Linked DNA regions of Mus musculus: region 2 is linked to region 1. A link is a contact called in public HiChIP or PLAC-seq data. All regions are on one chromosome and are shown on one strand. The core of a region is the stretch at or near the end of the contact, and the rest is flanking DNA. Distances in the headings are between cores, read along the strand shown. Region 1 has its middle 7.7 kb from the start of Gm39068. Region 2 overlaps Mrvi1 (MRV integration site 1).

What was found. HiChIP or PLAC-seq counts read pairs in DNA pulled down with a chosen protein or histone mark.
Region 2: a contact with region 1 is called in an H3K27ac HiChIP or PLAC-seq map of embryonic stem cells, with 8 read pairs. The contact joins two enhancer-like sites. A contact is called at or near these places in 1 of 15 datasets of contacts at CTCF or cohesin (large pre-B cells), 49 of 484 Hi-C or Micro-C datasets (the 63-12 cell line, the AML12 cell line, CD4 T cells and 30 more), 4 of 115 datasets of contacts at active chromatin or transcription factors (double positive thymocytes and embryonic stem cells) and 2 of 9 other capture datasets (adipose tissue and liver).

Annotation. Positions count from the first base shown.
Region 1 is chr7:110,745,011-110,749,801 of GRCm38.p6, reverse strand. No RefSeq gene overlaps it. Among named protein-coding and RNA genes, the nearest start is that of Gm39068, 7.7 kb to the right of the region's middle. Within about 2 kb of position 2,816, at least 7 of the 459 cell types and tissues checked have an H3K27ac peak or open chromatin away from gene starts, as enhancers often do. A contact at or near this core is called in embryonic stem cells, where this site is marked.
Region 2 is chr7:110,939,269-110,944,059 of GRCm38.p6, reverse strand. All of the region lies in intron 2 of Mrvi1 (MRV integration site 1), which reads left to right. Among named protein-coding and RNA genes, the nearest start is that of Gm16336, 37 kb to the right of the region's middle. Within about 2 kb of position 2,244, at least 164 of the 459 cell types and tissues checked have an H3K27ac peak or open chromatin away from gene starts, as enhancers often do. A contact at or near this core is called in embryonic stem cells, where this site is marked.

The DNA.
Region 1 (4,791 bases), core at 1,567-4,066:
TTAAAATTATGTTATTTCTTTTTATTGCTGGTTTTTGATGGTTCTTTCTATACTCTAGGTACGTGACCCATATCAGATAGCATTTGTACATCAGACATACAGTGTTTTCTCTTATTTCATGTGTTTCATTTCACTTGTCCCTTAGTGTCTCTTATGGAACCCTGGACTTTAAGAAAATCTGTTTTTTCTCTTTTTTAAAAGAGAAAGCATTATAGAGGTAGAGAGGCGGCTTAGCAGTTAAGAGCACTTGCTGCTCTTGGGGAGGACCCAGGTTTGGTCTCCAGCACCCAAATGGTGTCTTACAACCATCATAACTCCAGTTCTAGAGGATCTGATGCCCTCTTCTGGTCTCTGCAAGCGCCAGGCATGCACATGGTGCACTTACATGCATGCAGCCAAAACACACTCAGGCAAATAAAAGCAAATAAATCTTTAAAGAAACCATAGCCGGGCGTGGTGGCGCACGCCTTTGATCCCAGCTCTTGGGAAGCAGAGGCAGGCGGATTTCTGAGTTCGAGGCCAGCCTGGTCTACAAAGTGAGTTCCAGGACAGCCAGAGCTATACAGAGAAACCCTGTCTCGAAAAACCAAAAAAAAAAAAAAAAAAAACCATGACTTCAGTCAAGGCTATGAGGATCCACCCCTGTTTTTAATTAACATTTATTATTATTATTATTATTATGGCTCTGACAGGTCTTCAATAAAATTTAAGGTAATTTTTGTATGTGATATGAGAGCCCAGCTTTATTCTTTTGCATGGTTATTCAGTTTTTCTTTCTCTACTTATTAAAGAGTCTATTCCTCCTTCTCAGAATGTTGTTGGCATCCTTGTAGAAAATCAATTAAGTATGATACAAGCATGTGCTTACTGCCGGACCTGTTCTGTCCACTGACCGCTTTATCTGCCCTCATGCCAGCAAATCACTCTCTCCACATTGTCAGAAAATTGTCAGGGAATGTGAGCATTGTCAGAGAGTGTGAGCCCTCCAGATTTGTTCTTTCTCAAGATAGCTCTGGTTACCCTGGATCTTTTACATTTCCACATAAATTTTATTATAAGCTTGTCAAGTCTGTAAAAATCCAGCTGGGATCTTGATAGAGGCTGGGTTGAACAGTCTGAGGAGAACAGCCATCCTGACAGTGTTAAGCTTCGGAATTCATGAATACAGAACATCTTTCTGTTTGCCGAGGTCTTCTCTGATTTCAGGGATGGCCTGTCATCTCTGAATGTCATCCTGTCATCCATCGTCTGTTAAACTTAACACTAGATAGTTTATTCTTTTTGCTGCCACTTTTGCATGTATTGAGAGGGTTTTTTTGTTTTTATGATCGGATATCTTTTCTATTCTGAGCAATGTCCCAGGTGCAGTTGCGAGGAGTCTGTTCTGCCGCAGGTGGTTAGAGCGTTCTCTTGCTATTAAGCCTTATTTATTTATCCAAGTTCATTGTTGTTTCTGCCTGTCCCTGTTGATCTGTCCAGTTGTCCTAATCACTACTCAAACTGGGGTGTTGAGTTCTTTAAATATTATTGTAATAACTATTTCTTCATTTGTTTCTAGTTTTGCTTCATGCATTTTAGGTTATATTATTGAATGCACATATGATCAAAGTTTTATATATTTTTGATGCTTAGACTATTTTATGATTATAAAAATGCTTATCTTTGCCTCTAACAATTTTTCCCTGGATACCTCTTTTGTCTGGTATTAGCAGCATTGGCTTTCTTTCGGTTACCGTTTGCATGGTGTATCCTCTTCTATTTGTGGTGGTTTGGATGAGAATGCCCCTTAGGCTCCTAGGTTTGAATGTTTGGGTCCTAGGAGGTGTGGTCTTGTTGAGGAGGTGTGTGACAGGGTAGGCTTTGAGGTTTGGAAAGCCTTTACCAGGCCCAGACTCAGTCTTTCTTTCTTGGTGTCTCTCCCTCGCCCTCTATCTGTCCCCTCCACTCCCCTGCCTCCTGCATGAAAGTCAGATGTAATCTCTCAGCTTCTGCGCCAGCTCCGGACCTGCCTGCCACCATGCTTCCCACCATGATGGTGTAAGTTACCTTGTGTAAAGTTACCTTGGTCATGGTATTTCATCACTGTACTAGAAACTAAGACACTATTCTTTTATTTTCAGTATTTCTTTTTTAAGGAAGGCTTTTTGTTGTTATTTAATTTTATTAAATTTGATTGGTTTTGTGTGTGTGTGTGTGTGTGTGTGTGTGTGTATGTCCACAGCATGCATATGAAGGTCAAAGACCAGTTTGCAGGAGTTGGTTCTCTCCTTCCACCATGTGGGTCCTAGGGATCAAACTCAGGTCGTCAGCCTTAGCAACAGGCTCCTTTACCCACCGTGCCATCTCACCAGCCCATTTTCCATCTATTTCTGTCTTTGAAGCTAACATACATTTTGTTTAACCTATAGTTAATGTATCTACTCCGCAAGACTGTTAAATTTTACTCTGAGTTTGACTTTTTCATGTACTTCACAAATGCATTATAACAAATATACCCCCAAATCTTTAGTCTAACCCAACACAGACTCATCCCTCACTCCTGTTAGCATTCAGTGAGGCTGGCAATTCCACTACTTGGCTCTCTCCAAACAATAACAGTTCCTTACCTGTGGCAACTCAGCCAGCTTAGAGTCTTCCAATTTTGGAAACAGGAAGTGGGAGATGAACAGATGGAAGGGGTTAATGCCAAGCTAAATATGATGCAGGCCACTTCTGCTACAGTCTAACCATCCAGACGCAGTTATATAGCCCAGTCTCAAGAGCAGTGGAGAAGGGAACTTTTAAAAGAACACATGGGGGAGAGAGAGATGACTCAGCAGTTAAGAGCACCTGCTGCCCTTGCATAGGACCTGAGTTCAGTTACTAGCACCTACCACTGTCTGTAACTGCAGTTTTAGAAAATATGATACTTTCTTCTGGCCTCTGCAGTCACGAGACATGCACACACATGTACATTCAGACATACACAAAACACTTAGACATAAAAGAAATCTTTTTAAAAAGAACACACGGATATTTGGTGATCCCTTGGAGTCTCCCCTGCACCCCTATTCCATGTGAATAACATAATTTACATTTGAAAAGGAGGAAGGATAGCTAGCATTCACTCTTTTATGACTCCGGGCCATCCAAGGTACCAAGAGGTACCAAGAGGCACCACGAGGAAGCCATGCAGTCTTCGCAGTTCTTTTTTCTGGGCTCAGATCCTGGACCTGCTGTTTATTATGTTACCTTAGGCACCACATTAATCCCTGTAAGCTCAGGTTCCCTCATTTATGAAGTGGGGATTAAGTGTTATTATCCTACTGCCTAGGTTTATTGTCAAAATGAAGTGATGCAGTCCCTACACGTAATTCCCAGTAAATGCATGTCAGGGATTGCTTCTTACTAGCTAGAGAGGAGGAACCCATGAGATAAGAAGTGATGCCGTGCAGAGAATATTATTGTTGTTAATGAGGTTTCTCTCCACATGGCTCCAAGCAATGGCAGAAAAGTGAATGATCAGACAGAGGAATTACAAATGGGCCCATCTACGTGATGAGCAGGTACCTGATAATGGCATATATTCTTAGAAGTGTGTGCTTCAGGCCTGGATGTGCTCTCCTGGGGACCGAGAGAAATGAGGCTTAATGGAAATATGATTTAAATCTCCATCAAGTCCCTGTTCAGAGGAGCCTGGGACTGCCTGCACTCCACACAAGCTTCGATCTACCCCTGAGAGTCCTAACCGTGTGTGTGGCTCCAAGAGCCCCAGAGAGAGAGTCTGAAGAAAAGGCAAAAGCCAGTCTTTCTGGACTGTTCTGAGGATGTAGATGAGAGGCTCTTGCTCATGCAGCTAAGAGGTAGGGTAACAAGGGGAGCAAGAGTTAAAGTTGCTCACCAGAGCTGTGTGGGTGAATTCTGGGGATGTCTGGATTAGGCTCTTCACCTGAGAGGTGACAGAGAACCGCTGGGCAGAAACACAGGTTCTAGGGCTGGGGATATAGCTGCATGGGTAGAGTGCTTGCCTAGTGTGCAGGAGGTCAAGTCCAAACCCCACCATTTCATAAGGAGTGGTATCCTATGCCTGTAATCCTGGAACTGGGGAGGCTAGGCAGGAAGATCATGAGTTCAAGGTCACCCTCAGCTACACAGAGAGAGTTACTGGCAGGCCCCGACTATACGAAAGACACTGTATCAAACAAACAAAAATCAGCTCCAAGGCTTCCCTCCAGTTAACTGTCTGGTTAACTACTCGTTCGTTAACTAGTGCCAAGGGGGTTGCTAACTTCCTTCTCCAAGGGTTGGATAATTCATTCATCCATAAACTGGATTTGTTGTGTTGAATGACTTCCACTCCTCCCTCCCCATCTGCTGTCCACCATCCTCTACTCTGGCCTGTGTCCCCCTTATAGACAGGCTCTGGGGACTCCTTTGCCTACGGACTTCTAGTGACACTAAAGAAATAAACTAGTGGGTGGCAGGCATGTGACCTGTTGGCGCTTGTGCACCTGGATCCCACACTACGGGACCACAGAGGGAGACTTAAGACCCTCCCAAATAACACAGCTACTTTCAAGCAGATATCTCCTTACGCCAAACTCCACGGGTCCTGGAAGTCACTGCTCCTTTCAAGCCTGGGATGATAACCCCAACATGCTGTACGCCCTAGCCTCTTCCCACTTAAGCCCCTCTTCCATTACTCACGTTTGAATGAACCAGGATCGCAGCTGATTAGAAATATGAGCATGGGGCTGGTGAGATGGCTCAGCCGGTAAGAGAACTGACTGCTCCTCCGAAGGTCCTGAGTTC
Region 2 (4,791 bases), core at 995-3,494, 190 kb before region 1:
AAGGGAAAGGGGGTCACAGCAGAAGGCAGACACTGTGAGCAGATTCAAATGTGGCTGCTCCAATCCGGCTTTCTTTAACCCTGCCACTTCTGTGTTCTTTTGATAGTGGCCATCTCTGACCCTTATGGCCCCCTCACTAACAATGGTACCACGCCAAACTCACATTCTCATGCAAACCCTGGATCCAAAATCCTAGGCAATTTTCCCAGTTAAATGTGGGTTTTGATGACCACCAAGGCCACCAGAATAACCATCTGAGGGCAACAAGAAGGTAGTTTAGTTGAACATGACTAAGTAGCTATGTTGGTTCAAACTTCAGAGTCTGACTTGTAGTAGTTTATTCTAGGCATATTTAAGCACAGCACAATTTGGTGAAAACTTCCCTAGTGATGATAACTCAACCCTGTGTGTACAATAAAGCACAAATGAAGCTAAATAAAGTTCAGATGTGACTATACAGAAACTCTTTGTAAAGTACATGTGGCACCATCCATTAAATGGGTTTATAGATGGAGAAAAACAAGCTTTCAATAAGGGTCTAAGGGAGATTCTAGTGTTGTCTAGGGCATACATATAACTCAAAGGCTGCTCCCAGCCTTGTGTTCAGATAACAGGTCATACATCCATTCTTTCAAAGGAACAACCCTGTGTGTTTGACATTCCAGGTTTCCCTAGTACCTGTCCTCTCTAGCACAGAGACCCCTGACCTCCTACAAACAAAAGCACTCCTAAACTGAGTATAATAAAAGATTAGCAAAGAAACAGCCTCATCCCTAGATGAAGAATAGGAGTCCTATTCTTCCTACATCTGTAGCTCTCAGCATTTAAGAGAGGGTGCTGCTCTTATAGAGGACCTGAGTTCAGTTCCTAGCATCCATCCAGAACTGCCTGCAACTCCTGCTTCAAGATATCTGATGCCCTCTTTTGGCCTACACATTCATGCACACACACACACACACACACACACACACACACACACACTTAAAAAAAAAGTAAATATATTTTAAAGTACTTTCAAACCTTATTAAGCCACCCCCCCTTGTTACCCCCATGGCTGTTACCTGCTTGTTGGTCCAGCTCAATGAAGACCAGGGCCTGGGTGAAGCTTCTTAGAGGTACAGCATTGGGAGGAACCCATGTGCTAGCTGTAGAGTCAATGGTTAAGTCCCTTGATTGGCCAGTAGGAACCCTGAAAGCCAGTTCCCCACAAGCTACGCCTACCTGTGACCTGGAGCCAAAACTAATATTTAAAGAATAATGAGATGGGTTCTAATGGTCTCTGAAGGCTTTTCAGGTGCTGTGATTCTGTCTCTGGGCTTGTAGGAATCTGAAGCTATCCTGACTTTTTTTTTTGTTTTGTTTTGTTTTTTTTGTTTTTGTTTTTTTTTTGTTTTTTTGCAAGTTGCAATGGCTGAGACAGCACCGGAATCTGGAGGAGGATGCTTGAGGGACTCAAGCCAAATGGGATCCAGGAGGCCCAGGTCCCTCAGAGAAGACAGAGAACAGGGTTTAAGACTGCGATCTCTGTGGTCTGACCACATTGGCCTTGAATTCCAGCTCCTCTGCATCCTCATCCAGAGACCTAGAACCAAGGCTGTTAGATTTCTGATTGTTAGAGTCCCCGTGGTTACCTGTGTGCTACTTTGAACAAGGGTTAGCTGTTGCCACTTCTGTTCAGCCTGCTCAGCTCAGCCCTGAGGCAATTTATACCCTTGCACAGAGGTTCAAGGTCCACGTGAGACTTTCATTCTTTTACTTTCTGGTCTTGCTACCAGGCTCTGGGCCTCTCTTAGTTCTCCGGAAGCCAGATAGGCATGGTTCATAAAGAGCCTCTGCTCACACTGGGCTCCTGAGGTAGCATGGCCACAGGGGAGGTTCAGCTCTCCCAAGCTAGCTGGAGCCTCCAGGGGCAGAAAGAAACCTGACTCCCCAAGAGTACAGAAGTCAGGCAGCCAGGAAAGCAAGGCTGGCCAGGGTTCAGCCGGAAGTTCCCGTTCTGTGTAAATTCCCACTCTGTAAAACAGGCAAGGAACAGAGCATCCTTCCAAGTTTATAGCTCCCTGGGGTCCAGCCCTAGTTTTGAATACTCCAGTCCCAAGCCTCTGTTTCCCACCACTAGCCTGAGTGCTAGCTGAGTCTTCACAACAAAACCCTTGAAGTAGGAGAGCTATATTGTTCTCTTCACTGCAACTGCTAATTGGAATTCGTAATCTATCCCTACAGTGAAGTGAAGCCTTCTGGCAGTGACTCAGCAGTATGCATTCTCTAGGGCCCAGGCCAGGACACAGAGTGCTGACTGAATTGAAGCTGTTGGGACACATACCTTGGACCTTTGGGGACCACAGAATGACAGGCTGTCAGCTAGAAAAACCCTATGTCTTAGTTTGCTTTTTGTTGCTGTGATAAACATCACAACAAAATGTAGCCTGGGGAGGAAAGGGTTCATTTTATGTTTCACTTCCAAGTATCAGTACATTACTGAGGGAAGTCGGGCAGGGACCTGGAGCAGAATGCATGGAGAATGCATGCAGACCTGTTCTTCTTCACTGTGCAGCCACAGACCCCAGATGCAGTGTGACCAAGTCATCGGTACTTTCCTGAGCTGTGACCAGGAACCACTTAGGAAGCTGACTCATTGGGACAGCATGCATCCTCAGAGGTGCTTGGCACACTTGGGGTATAGGAGCTCCTGTCAGTAAGAGCCTGGGTTCCACTTGTCCAAGTTCTTTTCTCCTTTGAGGGTTTCTACAAGTCTCTAGGAACAGGTTGCTCGAGTTCATGGACAGAGCATCTGGCTTCCTGTTGTCAGCTCCAGCATTCACCACTCCACCTCTGTCTTCCACCTCCCTGCACACAAAGCCACTTGATGATAACAGGCATCCGGGCACCGGAAACTACTGAGCTGTATTCATACATTTAGCTTTAGATTAAAAAATTACTCTTTGGAAAACGTCCCACATTTATATAATGTATTTTGATCCTACCCACCCACCACTCCCTCCTTTAATTCTCCATAGTGCCCATCTATCTCTCTCCCATTTCTTGTCTCCTTTTGTTATTAATAATTACCCGAGTCTGCTTAGTGATGCTTCTTCCATATGCACAAGAAGGCGTGGCTAACTTGCTAGCAGCTGCTTTCCAGATAGAGAATGACTCCTCCATAGCTATTGACTCACAGTAGTTCCTCTGCTAAAGGTGAGGGAATTTTGACTGGCTTGATCTTATGAAGGTCTTGTGCAGGTAAGCACAGCTGCTGTGCGTTGGTGTATTCAACAACCGTGTCATGCTAAAGGTTAGCATTTTATAGTTTCCCTTTCCACCTACTGATTCTTACACTCCACCCCCCTTCTGAGATGTTCCCTGAGCCTTGGATGGTGGGAGGTTGACAAGATGACCCCTTGACAGCTGAGCACTCACAGTTACTTATACTCGGCACCTTGACCAATTATGAGTCTCTGCGTTAACCACCACCCGCTGCGAAAAGAACCTTCTCTGTAAAATTGAGAGCAGCACAAATCTATGGGCATAAGCATACATATTTAGAAGGCAGTTAGAGAGTATGACCATTTAGTAAGACAACAGTAAGTTCTATTCTGTGATCTACGATCCATCTCCCTAAGTCATGGACTTTTGATCAGGTTTATAGCACCAGGCATGAAATTCATCCTGGAGGTCAGGGCTCACATCGATCAGAAAGGATTGTTGCCCTCATAATCATTATACCACTATTCCATCAGTGGACACATCTTGCCAGGCAGGCCAGTATTGTAGTGTGCAGGGTACATTACTGGGTAAGATGGTTGGTGTTTTTTCTCCCCCAGTATCCTGCATAGCACCATCTGGCAATATGTAAGCCCGAAGGCAGAAGAGGGTTTTCTGGGCATTCTGGGTTGATTACTTTATGTCTTGCATCCAAAGTAACAGATTTAACTTTTAGTGTACTGTAGCTTGTGGCAGAAGGGCTTACCAAACTCCCTCTACAACTGACACAAGCTCAGGTCAAAAACCTTTTCAAGGTATCTGCTGGGCTGGAGAGACAGATCAGTGGTTAAGAGCACTAACTGCTCTTCCAGAGGTCCCGAGTTCAAATCTCAGCAACCACATGGTGGCTCACAACCATCTGTAATGGGATCTGATGCACACTTCTAGTGTGTGTTTGAAGACAGCTGCAGTATACTCATATAAATAAAAATAAATCAATCTTTAAAAAAAAGAAGATATTTGCTGACTTCATTCTCCTTCAGTCAGATGATAAAATAGCACAATGTGGCTCTCTGGCTCCCCAAAACACACTCTGCCAAACTAAACTCAGCCTAGGCCACAGCTCTGAGGCACTCCAGTGCTCCCAAGGCATCTGTTGTGTACTTCAGGTTTTGATGTTCCCAACAGCCATTACTGTCCAGTCACACAGAAGCTCTTGTGGTTGAAGATCGGCTAATCAGGGGTATTACCTGCCTTTCCTGTCCCCAGTTTATAAATAATTGAGATGAGGTGAGATAGGCTCTGGAGAAGCAGGTCTCTGGGTGTGGCCCTGTGATGGTCAACCTTAACCATTATCTTGTTGGGATTTAGAGTCCCCTAGGAAACATGCTTCTGGGTGTATCTGTGAGGTGTTTCCAGAGAGTTTAACTGATGTGGGACATGCACTTGAATGTAGGCTGCACCATCCCATAGGCTGGGCTCCCAGAATGAATCAGAGGAGAAGGTGAGCGGAGCACCAGCACCCACCGCTCTCTGCTCCCTGACAATCCGTGCAGTATGACCAGGCAGCACACACTCCTGCCACCATGC